Regions from separate parts of the Zea mays genome. Here region 2 is linked to region 1. A link is a contact called in public Hi-C data. All regions are on one chromosome and are shown on one strand. Each heading gives the region's core, a stretch centred on a gene start, on an enhancer-like site or on the middle of the called end of the contact. The rest is flanking DNA. Distances are from core to core; before and after follow the strand shown. Region 1 holds the start of LOC100274654. Region 2 holds the start of LOC100193019 (protein-L-isoaspartate O-methyltransferase).

What was found. A called contact is a pair of places that touch in the nucleus more often than the background predicts.
Region 2: a contact with region 1 is called in a Hi-C map of ear, with 2.1 times the contacts expected there. The contact joins the promoter of LOC100193019 here to the promoter of LOC100274654 in region 1. A contact is called at or near these places in 4 of 25 Hi-C or Micro-C datasets (ear, leaf, leaf mesophyll and 1 more).

Annotation. Positions count from the first base shown.
Region 1 is chr2:38,430,013-38,436,424 of Zm-B73-REFERENCE-NAM-5.0, forward strand. LOC100274654 reads left to right here and starts at 2,286. Exons shown (of 2, transcript NM_001351635.1): 1 at 2,286-2,468; 2 at 2,666-3,076. The coding sequence starts at 2,378. The coding sequence ends at 2,790.
Region 2 is chr2:38,569,591-38,576,002 of Zm-B73-REFERENCE-NAM-5.0, forward strand. It overlaps LOC100193019 (protein-L-isoaspartate O-methyltransferase), which reads left to right and starts at 2,868. Exons shown (of 4, transcript NM_001138187.1): 1 at 2,868-3,053; 2 at 4,002-4,269; 3 at 4,392-4,556; 4 at 5,205-5,820. The coding sequence starts at 2,895. The coding sequence ends at 5,455. It overlaps LOC103646301 (centromere protein X), which reads left to right. Exons shown (of 5, transcript NM_001328577.1): 4 at 984-1,037; 5 at 1,116-1,384. The coding sequence ends at 1,219. LOC103646302 (S-adenosyl-L-methionine-dependent methyltransferase superfamily protein) reads right to left here. Exons shown (of 2, transcript XM_008671034.4): 1 at 6,222-6,412; 2 at 5,595-6,136. The coding sequence ends at 5,831.

The DNA.
Region 1 (6,412 bases), core at 1,036-3,535:
GTGCCTGCTGAAGTTCTCAAACCAACCATCTCGATGCGTTAAATTACACGCCAGGAACTACTTTTTGGAAGAAAAATAACTACTTTTTGGAAGAAAATAACTAGTTTTAGGGGAAAAAAATAACAGAGTAGAAGAACAACTTCGAAGGTTCTTAGAGTAAGTTGACAATTTTGAAATTTGAAGTTCGAACCATCTTTTGAAAAATCTTTGTTCTAGACCAGCTTGATTCGCAAGAGATAAGGAATGTATAGTTGCAAGAGATAAGGAATGTATAGTTTAGTTGTACCCATTTTGTCCCAAACTATTAAGTTATTCTAATTTTTTAAAGAGTTAAAGCATCTCAAGTTTAGTTAAATTTATATAATAAAAAATAATGTTTATGATACTAAATAAGTGTCATTCGATTCTTTAATAATTATATTTTCATAATATATCCATTTGATGTCATAAATCATAGTAATTCACTCTATAGTTTTGGTCAAATTTAAGATGTTTTGGCTCTCAAAAAAATTATTTTATAATTTAGAACAAAGAGAATGCTATGCTTTTTGAACATTTAATAGGTTCACTAGAATAAATTCCAATAGAAAAAATCATAAACTGTCGGAATAGTTGAGTTTGAGCTTGAAAGAAAAGGTTCCTCGAAACTCCTTCCTAAGAAAGTACAATGGTTGATCATTAACTATTTAGATTCATGCTGCTTGATAACCTACTATTCTTTTCTGGGAGGTTTAGGCCGGAGGTATCATCCTCTGAGGCTCTGACCACCTCCTCCTCCCTTTACTTACAGGTTACAACTTCCCACCTTTTCTTCCCACTCGGCGCTTGCTCCTCTTCAAGGTTCCATTGTCATTCACCAAACGATTATGGTTAGGTTTTAAGGTTTTGGTTCGACATTTAAGTTTTGAGGGGCAGGGGTTTCATCACTAGTGCGCCATTGGAACTTCTAGCTTCATCACTCGGACCATGCACGCCTCTTCTAGTTAAATAGGAGTAGCTAGCTCCGATGTCTGTTAAGAACACCTGGACAGTAGGGGTGGTAATGGATCATTTTCAGGATACTTCAGTCAGTGGCGCTAGCTACTCAAGCTAACTAGATGGTATCTGAAGCTGGAGATCCTGATACGGTAAGTGGCGACAGTATCATGTCTCTATGTGTACCCCCACAAATCTTTAGCGATACCACCAATCAACTTTCACAAAGCATCATGGCACTAAGATAGCTATATAACATATGTACACTAGTCAGTAGCTACAAAATGATAATGCCGCATTAATTCATCTGCAGGCTGATCTCGACGGGCTCCAGAAGAACATTGTACATGCTTGCTTGTGTGTTTGTTCCGACAGAAAAGAGCAGCAGCAAAGGTTTAAAGTGTGATCATCCCGACGACGAGATCACTATAGCAGGCCGGCTATCTACTTTCACAAACTATCAGGGTACTTTAAAGTGGCAGTAGGCGGGCTGCCGTTCTATATATATATATATATATATATATATATATATATATATATATATATATATATATATATATATATATATATATATATATATATATATATATATATATATATATATATATATATATATATATATATATAGCGCTCGATTTGCTGCCCTGCTTTATTTTCAGGTTTTAATTAAATCAGTCCTGAGGTCAATTTTTTGTTTTTGTTTTGGGCACAACAATGGCATGTGAGCATTACTAGTAGCTCAGAGATAGTTGAAGGACCTAGAAACAATTTAAACAAGAAGAAGCATGCTTAGTGGCACCGTATACCCTTTTTGTTGTGGCGGCACCTTTAGTGAATTCAAAAAACCACACTGTTTACTGGAGACAGTAGCTAGCTAGTACTACGTACTCCACTATTTCATATCGGCCTCGGAATTCGCGTGCGCGAGTGGTGGTGGAGGTCACATGAGCCGCCATTAAACTAGCTCATCAGCTCTCGGCCCCAAAAAGGCACGGCAGGGGCGGGCGCTTAAACAAAACGCGCGAGCTCCAGAAACCATAGATTCTTTCCATGGGATGCGTTCCCTCCCCTCCTCCGAAGGCCGAGGCCGGAGCCGGAGAGAGAGGGGAGGGGAGAGGAGAGGGGGACAGGACGGAGGTATTAAAACTCGGAACCACCCCTGCACACACTCCACTGCTGCGGTGCTAGAGCCAAATCTCCTGTTGTGTGTCGTCTTTGACCTGCGAGCCGCGTTGCCCAACTGTCTTTGACGAGAGCCTTGCCCTCTAGCTAGCTATATATGCACACGCGCGCGCGCGCTCGCAGATGCGAGGAGGAGGTAGTAGTAGGTGAGAGCAGTGAGACCGGCCGGCCGTGAGAAGGAAGACAGGTGACTGGTGGTGAAAGAGCTAGCAGCACCAGCATGGTGGTGGGGATCGTGATTAGGCTGGTCGTCGCTTTCGTGCTTTTGGTACTAGTCTTCAGTTCGTCACTGCATCGACAAGCAGGCGTTGGTGAGTCATCATCGTCTATATATATAATCCCTCAGTTTCTTTTTATTAGTCGCTGGATAGTGCAAAATTGCACTATCCAGCGACTAATAAAAAGAAACGGAGGGAGTATATGGCTGCGTTCATATAGCTACGTACTGAGTAGTCCTGAAGTTGTTTTCTGGCCCCGGCCGGCCGGCTGTGTGATTTGTGAATTGAAGGCGCTATTCGGCTGCACGACAGAAGGCAGCACGCGCAGCAGTGGGCGGAGGAGAGGAACCAGCTGAGGTCGTACATGACCATGGACTACGCCCCATGGCACCGCCGCGTGCCCAAGCACAACTGATCTGATTGATCCACTGCACTGCCAGCAGTACTGCTCTTTTCGTCGGCAGCGCTAGCAATCTGCATCTGTGCGAAGCATGGTGACACACAGGAGAAGAAGTTGATAGTAGGTTTCATTCTTTTTCGTCGTTGTTAGCTGTATGTCAGTATGTGTATCTACGTACTACGTGTCGTCCACGCAGCTAGCGTGCAGATATATGCACGCAAATTTTGCCACCCCCACTGCACCCTGACCTACTAATGATGGTATTGCTAGGATAAATATAATATATACGCAGTTATATATAGTACCTGATATCAGTACGTGTGTACTCAGTTTCTGTAATAAGGCCTAGGTGTGTTTGGTTAGGTAAAAGTTTCTGCTTCTTCTGTAATAATTAAGTGCAACGATATAGGAGGTATACGTACTAAGGGGTTGTTTGGTTTGCTATCTAAGACGCCACAATGTGTCTAACTTTTCTGCTTAACTTTAGTTCTTCAATTCGAACGACTAAGGTTAGGCAGATTATGACGTCTTAGGTAGTAAACCAAACAGACCTAGTGGAAAGTTCAGAGACTCGAAAATGCATATATGTGCACTGATGAACATGCATGCATGCTGGCCATGCATAATGGGATAAGTAAGTATACTGAAGGCCGGATCGAGCATTTGCATCACAATCTTCGCTCTGCCGGCCATTCTCATCATCTGATCTCTGTTTCAATTGGATGAAGCGAAATCGCCGGGCAAGTACCCGCGGCGCTCCTCCTCCTGTTGGCATCGGCGGCGCGCCCAGACCCCAGTCAGCAGCAGACCGAAAGGTTGCTCCCGACCGCCCTGATCGAACGGAAAGCTAGCGACGCAACGGGGGCTCCAGGCACACAACGGCGATTAGCTTTTTGACTGCTGGCCACCGCCTGTACGGTGTCGCCGCGCTTTGACCCACCTACGTCGTACTGCGTCATCGGACGGGCACTGTACCATGCCAGGGGCAGCTCGGCGTGCCCGGCACCGTGATTGGCCGGGGCGTGAAAACGGGGGGAAAAGTAGAAGGCAGATATAATGATAGGTGGCACTGAAAAAAATAAAATTACCCCCACCGAGCGAGCGGCACGAAGCGGAGATCGGGCGACCTCGCCGGGGAAGCCGCGTCCCCGCCGTGTCGACCCGTACCGAATTGTGAGCTCCAGATCGGTCGCCGGTCGGGCTCGGAGACTTGCCTCGCCCCCGTCAGTCACCGCGAGCCGGACGCTGGCGGCCTTGCCAAGGCCGGGCGGGGTGACCACCGAGGTGGCGGTGGCGCACGGGCGCGGCTTGAGATCGGCACTCTCTCACTCCCCAAGAGATGCTTCCCCCGACGCTGTTGCTGTGCCCCCCGTAGTCGTTCGTACACACACACAGGTTCACTGGTGCCGACAGCACCGAGGCGGCGTTCTGCTCCCGGCCGTTTGCCCGTTTTTTCACGCTCCGTATCCATCCTTTCACTAAACTCCGGGCCCACGAAGAACCGGCCCCCCATTTTACTTGCTCCGACCAGTTCGTTGGCCCACCATCAGTCAGTCCATTTCAACCTACTCGGGCCAAGATCTCCGGAACCCAGAAATTCCGTTCAATCACCGGGACACCTTCTATGGTATAATATCACAGAAACCGTATAAGAATTTTACAAAAAATCAGCTCATACTCACAAGAACAATGTACAGAGCCAAGATTTCCCCTCCATTTCAACGAAGGCTTAGACCCTGAGAGCTAGTTTGCGAGTCCAATAAAAGGAGAGAATTAGAGGGGCTAAAATCTCCTTCTTATTTAAAATTGCATAAGGAGCGGATTTTAGCCTCTCCAATCCTCTCCGGTTTTGTGACTCCCAAACTAGCTTTGATTGTTTTTTCTTCCAGAATTACATAAACATCTAATGACCTGCCTACAGATTATCATAATCTAAGTATGTAGATTATATAATCTACCTAATAATCTGTGTGTGTTTCTTTGGCTCTTAACTTATTTTAAGCTGGAATATATAATCTAGAGCCTAAACAAATAGGGTCTCATTAGGCAAGGAAAATTTGCCCTAAAACGTGGCGATAGTTCAATTTTCTCTCTATAATTTTTAAATGGAATTTGTTTTAGTTTTTTTTTTAAAAAAAATACTCTATATTTTTTAAAAATGGAATTCGTTCTCGTTCTCTAGGAACTTCATATGCCTACTAGAATCCTGGCTGTAGAAGGCCCCTTTGGGCTGTAGGAAATTTTCCTATTTACTGTGAAAACAAATTGATGATTCTTGTGAAATTCCTTCGTTCCAACGAAGGCCTAAGACTCTCTTCAGCAGGTCCTCTAAAGCGTCATGTACTCCAAAATTTTAGAGAAGATTCTCCTCCTTTATGCCTCCAGTAACGTTCTCTAAACTGTTCTCTAAATATAGAGAACGCTGTTGTATCCTCTATATATAGAGTTTCTCTCTCCTCTTCTCTATATATTTTAATAGGGCAGGTATAACGGGAGCCATGGGCTTCAGATATTAAAGGAAGCCCAGGTCGGTTCCCGAGGTATGGTCGATGGAACAGGCGCACCTGTGTTTTAACGTGGGGCTGAGAGGCGGCATGCAGGTCAGACGGCGCCGTGACGCGGTTGTTAGAATGGTAAGGGAATTGCGTGGAATTAAATGGAATAGATACCACATGCAAACGTGATTACTGCGATACGTGGGCGCGTAAATTATGGATCTTGCATGGTAAGTAATGTGCGGAAGGTTAACAAAAATGAAGCATAAGATGTTGAAAGATATGGCATAAAACCGAAACGGCGTAATAGATGCATAAACAGTATATACCGATTGGCGTAAAACGTTGTGTCATTGTGCGTAAATTTTATATTATGAATTTTAGTTTGACAAAGACGTCGTCATAATATCGGGACGGTTTCGGAAATAATGGGGAGACCCTGTAAACGTGGATGCGGTTACTTTTATAGTATTCGAGATTTACTTTCATTCGGAAAAAAAGACCACTAAGCCTACATAACTCATCGGAGTTGGAGATGGCCGGCTCTGGAGGGTCGCCGGCGATGGAAGGAGATGTCATTCGTCTTGATCCAGAGACAGAGGGAGGAGTTGGTGGTAACTCACTGGTGACACCACCGCCTGCTCTAATGGATCCTGAGATCGCCGAGATGAGCATAGGGGAAGAAGGAGAACAAAGGGTTCGACCTCCTATGTCCAATATTAGCTCCAGGGAGATGGATACGCCACAGATACTGCGTTCACATGTAAGTCAATCGCTGTATTTGATTATTGATTGATTATATTGTTGTGAACATATTCCATGGTGCAAACAACAATGACAATGAAATAGCAGGCAAAAGACATTGATCCAACTATAGTGCCAACGGTAGGGATGACTTTCAAGGATGTTGATGATGCATATAAATTCTATAAAAGGTATGCATATGAAGTTGGATTTCCAATGAAGAAATACAGAGAGAAGACATTCAGTAAGTGGATAAATTGTTCACGTGAAGGTAAAAGTGTAGCAAAATCAAATGATACACCTAGGATGAGGAATAGATCATCAGGGCATACGCAATGCAAAGCTGGAATAAAATTAAAAAATATATATGATGATGAAAACAAAATGGTTGTAGCTAC
Region 2 (6,412 bases), core at 1,618-4,117, 140 kb after region 1:
TTGGTGCAGTCATATCAAATGTCTCATGGGGCCACCCATTTGAACATCGGCTGCAAGAAGGCTGTGTCAGCCACGCTAGGGCATCAGATAAAGATTTAATTCGCTTTGTTGTCAAGTTTTAGCTTGGTTTGATTGTTAGGATTGGAACTGGGTTTGTTAGACATGCACATCGTTGTTAGCTTGGATGGATTGTAAGAATGACTGAACTGGGAAATCAAGCATGGAAAGAACCTCCTTCCCCATGTTGCATCTAATGCAGCTCAAAGGCTCGTGTTGTTTCTCCAGTCTCCACCACAACGCACAACATAATGAGTAGTGCTATTTTTTTAAAAGAATTTCTGTTCTTTTGTCTAGATTGGAACTAGATGGCGTAAGGTTCCCATATACTATGTTAAAACTGGCTTTTAACTTTGGTATTTGTCCTTTTTATGTCTCAGCGACTTAATTCTGCTGTGACTTGGGGTAAGAGTATCAGTAAGACAAAACTTGGTGAATAAAAGATTTCTTTAGGTCTAGTTTGAGAACTCCATTTTTCCAAATGATTCCTATTTTCTCAAGGGAAAATAAACTAATTTCCCTTGGGAAAATGGAAATCCTTTGGGAAAATAGGATTTCCAAACTAGCCCTTAACGAAATTGCGGGACTGGTTTTCTTTCTTTTTTTATTAAGAGATGAAGAATTGACACTAGAAAGAGTTCCAAAGATTTTTTTTTTGAGAAGTCAACGGGAGGGAAGATACTCTTCACCTGAATAATTTTCTACTGATACCGGGAAAGTCAGAAATTGAGGGTGCCAGGCGTCAGTTACACGGTTGGGTCACGAACCCCAGAGGTGCAAAGTAAAAGGCGAGGAAGATGTATTTAACCCAATTAGTCAATTATAATCACGTTTTGGTTTCTAGCGGACAATATACAGTTCAAAGTAACTTGACTGAGTTCTCGTTCTTGTTCATGATATGCTGACACAGTATGTTCACCTGACAGCCAATGCGACTGCTCTTAAAGTCAGCTGCGAACTTCTACGGATATTTGTAACAGGTAAAACTGCATCACTGCAAGCTAATCATGTCGGGAAGCGATCGCATTATGTAGTTTAACTGGTTTTTTCTGTTGCAGAGGCTATTCAACGCTCTGCTTTTATCGCTGAAGCGGAGGATGGTGCTGTTATTGAACCCACCCACCTAGAGCGTGTGTTGCCGCAGCTGCTCTTGGACTTCTGAGGTACCCCATGGAGCCTCCAAAAGCATTTATCTAGGCGTGTCTGCTATGGAAGGATACAGATGCCTGGATGCATCAACAGAATCTTATTGCTGATCTATGTCTTGTAATCTGTAAACACACGAGATTTCTATATGGCTTTATAAAAATGCATGCATTTCTTGGAATGTTTTCCTGTTCGTGTTGTGTTTGACGAGATTATTGCCATTATAAAACACGACAGAGTTGGTTTCGATGAAATGGAGATGTAGGGAAGGGCTTCGACGGTTTGGAGGCGCAGACGACTGCGAAGCGCTGATATAGACATGAAAATCCCATTAGTTGTTACGGACACTAATTGATCTCCCGCTGTGAGAATAAGTCTCCTTAACCAGGTTGCCGTCTTCAGCGCCGTCATCCCCAGGCTGCGGTGCCGGACTCGGACGACGCGGTGCTGCTCGACGTCCTCAATCGCATCGGGGACGTCAAGGCGCTCGGCCGCTGCGCCCTCGTCTCGCGCCGCTTCCACGCACTCGTGCCGCTCGTCTGCTCCGTCTTCGTCCGCGTCGACGAGCCCACCTCCGGCCTCGACAACGCCTCCGCGCTCCACATCGTCGGCGCGCTCCGCGCCATGGCCGAGGCGCGCGGACGCACAGTGCTGCTCAGCATCCACCAGCCGGGAGCGTGCATCGTCAAGATGTTCGACTCCGTCCTCCTCCTAGCCGTCGGCTCCGTCCTCCACCATGGCATCGTCGACCAGCTCCGCGCCCTGCTCGGGGACGCGGGCCTCCACCTGCCCCCGCACGTCGACGACGTCGAGTTCGCCATCGACTCCGTGGACGCGCTCCGCCGCCACGCACGTCGTCCTCCGGAGACCGAGAGGGCTGCAGCGTCTGTTCCAGCTGCACGGCAAGCAGGTGGCGGACGCCCCCGTGACCATGATGGCTAGCCGCTACGCCAACTCGAGGGCGCGGGAGGTGGCGGTGTGGCTGCGCTTCTTCAAGAACGTGGCGCGGACGCGACAGCTCTTCGCGTGCCGCACCGTGTGCATGCTGGTGGCGGGCCTTGCGCTGGGCTCCATCTTCTACGACCTCGGGGCAGGACAAGGTGGCGGAGCGCGTGGGTTTCTCCGCCTTCCTGCTCACCTTCCTCCTGTCATCCACCACGGAGGCGCTGCCCATCTTCCTGCAGGAGCGCGACATCTTGGCCAGGGAGGCGGCGTCGGGGGCGTCGAGTCCGGCACCGCGGCCTGGGGATGACGGCGCTGAAGACGGCACTGGCTCAGGAGACTTATTCTCACGCGGGAGATTAATTAGTGTCCGTAACAACTAATGGGGTTTTTATGTCCATATCAGTGTTTCGCCGTCGTCTGCGTCAAACTGTCGAAGTCCTTACCTATACCTCTATTTCGTTGACACAACGAAACGCAGCCCAGAAGTCATCACCGCGCTGGAGCTCCGGGTGCTAACAATCTGGGCCTGCAGTATTTAAAAACTCGCCGGCGCTGGCAGAGTGGCAGGCTTTGCAACTACAAGGGCCGTGGCCGGTGTCCCGTGGCGGTAGAACGCGTGCGTCGGCAGGAGCCCCCCCACCTGTCGAGACGAGGCTTCTCCAAACCGCCACCGCAGCCGACCCCTGCTGCCCCGGCTTTGTTATAACGGATTTTTTTCCCGACACGGCTGGTCGGCTGCCATCGCCATGTGCCTCGCCGCCGCGTGCGCGTCCGCCACCCTAGCCCGCCGCCTCTCGCCCTCCACCGCGCTCCCGCGCCGCTTCCTCCTCGGCGCCCCCACGAGGCCTTCCCCGCCACCGCCTCTGCTGCGGCGCTGCCTCCCGTTCCACTTCTACCATATGGCGGTACGCACGCTACCAACGCTCTGTTCCTTCCCCTCCGGACCTCCGTTTCGTTTCTGTGCTCCCTTGGTCGTGGGTAACCGGATTATCTCGCACGGGCACCTGTTAACTTGTTAGTTGATACAGACATACAGTAAATTGAAGGGCTACACGGGTTAGGTAAAACCGATTTTAAGTGGAATTGAGTGGCAGGCTGGGTTTGGAGGAACAAATTTGGAAATTGGCTTCCTTTAGATAAGGGCTTGCTTTTGGTTATTACATGGCTTTGCTACTCTTAAGATTTGGTTTTGAATAAGTCCTATAAAAAAAGTACTCTCTCCGTTCATGAATAGACCAATTCTAGAGTTGTTCAAACTTTTTTCCAGCGTAACTGAATTTATAGAAAAGGGCGCTGAAATTTATGACACCTAATTAGTATCATTAGATTAGATACATCATAAACTATATTTTCATAATGTGATCGTTTGGTGCTACAAATTTTTGTATCTTTTTTTAATAAATTTAGTCAAACATAAAAACCTTAACTTAAGGTAACTCTAGGAATTAATTTATTCAGGACGGAGCGAGTATATAAAAAGTTCCCTTTGTTTGTGGGCAGCTGAAGATAGTCAGCTTCTGCCAGGTGTAGCAGAGGTTATGTATCTGAAGCTCACCTCTTGTCGCAACTTTCTGGTGCATAGGTATCCACAAATAATTTCTTAGGATAATCCACAGAGAATTTTGCGGCTTGCAAATAACTAGCTGCTCCATGATTGATAATTCTGATTACGGCAATATACTGGACAAGTTGAGGGGATTCATGGTCCTGGAGTTGAACTAGCTGTGTAAATACTGTTATAAGAACAGGAAGTGAATTCAAATTATCACTGTGATGGCATGTTTATTGCTGCAATTCCATCCTGTAGCCATACGTATAAAGTGGAGTCTCACTGATTCTTGATCAACTTTCAGCAATATTGGACTCAACCATCACTGGACAGGAACAAAGCTATGGTTGAGTACCTAAAGCAGTATGGTGCTGTTAGAACTGATAAAGTGAAGGAAGTAATGGAAACGATTGATAGAGCACTATTTGTACCAGAGGGTACCCCTTACATTGACAGTCCTATGCCTATTGGTTTCAACGCGACGATATCTGCTCCTCACATGCATGCGACCTGCTTAGAGCTATTGAAGGATCATTTGCAACCAGGAATGCATGCTCTGGATGTCGGATCAGGTCTGTTGCTGATACTTCAGCCATTTGCAAGTGCCCATCAGCAATTACAAGCTGAACAAACAGCTTGCTCAAATTTTTTTCTGTCTAACTGATGCCACAAATGCATTCATGTCACGTTATAGGTAGTGGCTACCTGACAGCTTGTTTTGCCATGATGGTTGGACCAGAAGGCCGTGCAGTGGGAATTGAACACGTTCCCGAGATCGTTGCTTCTTCTGTTGAAAATGTGCAGAGAAGTGCTGCAGCTCCACTACTGAGGGATGGATCGCTCTCTTTTCATGTTACAGGTACGATGGTTGGTTTATCTGTAATATGTTGAGCTATTGATTTCATCAAGCAGAAGTTTACGCTTAGCTTTTAAAGCTTCTAAAGATGGTTCCCATTCACCTTAATTTTAATAAGTACACATGTTATGATGAAGCAGCGTTGGCTACTGTTGGTTCCTGTCTACTTGCTGGCATGCTATTTTCAAGTGTAGACAGTTCGCAGTACATTTTTCCCAAATGGGATAAATGGTGTGTTTGTTTCTCTCCTAAATTATATAAGTTGAGTTATGATAGTAGAAAGGTAAAATATCATTTTAGGACCACAAATAAGCTAAAATAAGCTAGTATTGAGTAGCTTATTTCAGCTTATTTGTAATCCCAAAGTGATATTTTACTCTCCTATCTTTCCACCATAATTCAATTTATATAATTTAGGATAGAAACAAACAGGGCCTAAGTACGTGTGCTAGTACATGTCGGTGATATCGCTATTGTGCCTGATATCAAAGTTGTCTTCAAATATAGACCTTTTTTCATTACTATATCCTGGTACTGAAACTTGTTCTTGATGCCCCGTGGCTCCTTATCTTGAGAACCTCGCTTGTGTTGAGGCCAGCAAACTCTGAAATAACCTGGAGCTAAGATGTCTGGCCGCTATGAAAACTGCAGATGGCAGGCTTGGCTTTCCAGACGCGGCACCCTACGACGCTATCCATGTTGGTGCAGCGGCACCTGAGATCCCTCAGCCTCTGCTTGATCAGCTAAAGCCTGGCGGCCGGATGGTGATACCGGTTGGCACCTACTCCCAGGACCTGCAGGTGGTGGACAAGAACACGGATGGATCATTCAGCGTCCGGAGCGACGCGGCTGTGCGCTACGTCCCACTGACCAGCCGCGCCGCGCAGTTGCAGGGCCCCTAAATAAGGTTCTCTATGCTCTGTACCTCGAAATGCCTGTACATATATATATATGGTGGTCGCTACGTTCTTACCTGTTCGTGTTTCTTCTTCTGAGTAGCTAGGTGGTCTCAGTCCGTTCGTGTTTCACGAACGACGACGGTGAAAAAAGAGTGGTTCTTTCTGTAATAAGAAGGATCGCTAGCATGTTTCTGAATCAGATGGTCGGTGGATGATGTTTTGAGCTTCTGAACGAACTTGCATCTGCCCGCCGCTGAGCTAGACAGCTAATGCTGAAGTGTGCATGTACAAGTACAAACTAGCTTTGCACCAGTAGTGATTCTATAGATCGTATGCACTGCATATCGCAATGCTGCACGGGTTCTGTCAATCAGGGTGTCACATTGGCTTGAAGTTCCTGTACGAGATAACTGCGTAGAACGGGTCGGAGCCTGCCACGCCGAACAGCCTCATCACGGCGTCCAGCGGCGAGGACGGCGATCCGCCGGCCGACGGCAGCTTCCTGATCACCTCGGGCTGCGTGAACCCCTCCACGCACTGGAAGTACTGCGTGACGAGCTGCACGCGGCTGTACGCGGTCCCGTCCCGCCACGCGCTGATGGCCTTCTCGTAGAACATCCGGTTGCTGAAGCTGACGATGCACACGCCCCCTGGCTTCAGCACCCGGAAGATCTCCGCGAAAACCTGATTCATGCCAAATCGCCAACGCGCTCATGCCGATGCCAGTAGAGAGAAACTGCAAAGGCAAAAAGATGAATTTGGTAAGTACCTTTTCAGGGGACTGCAGGTACTGCACGCTGACGGTGCAGAGCACGGCATCGAAGGTGCCGCTCTCCAGCTCCAGCCGCTGCTCCTTGTTGAGGTCCTTGACGAAGAAGAGGTCCAGGCGCGGGTTCCTGGCGAGCTCCTGCGCGTTCAGCCCGTGGCCGACGACGCGCCGGAACCGGACCTCCGGCGGCA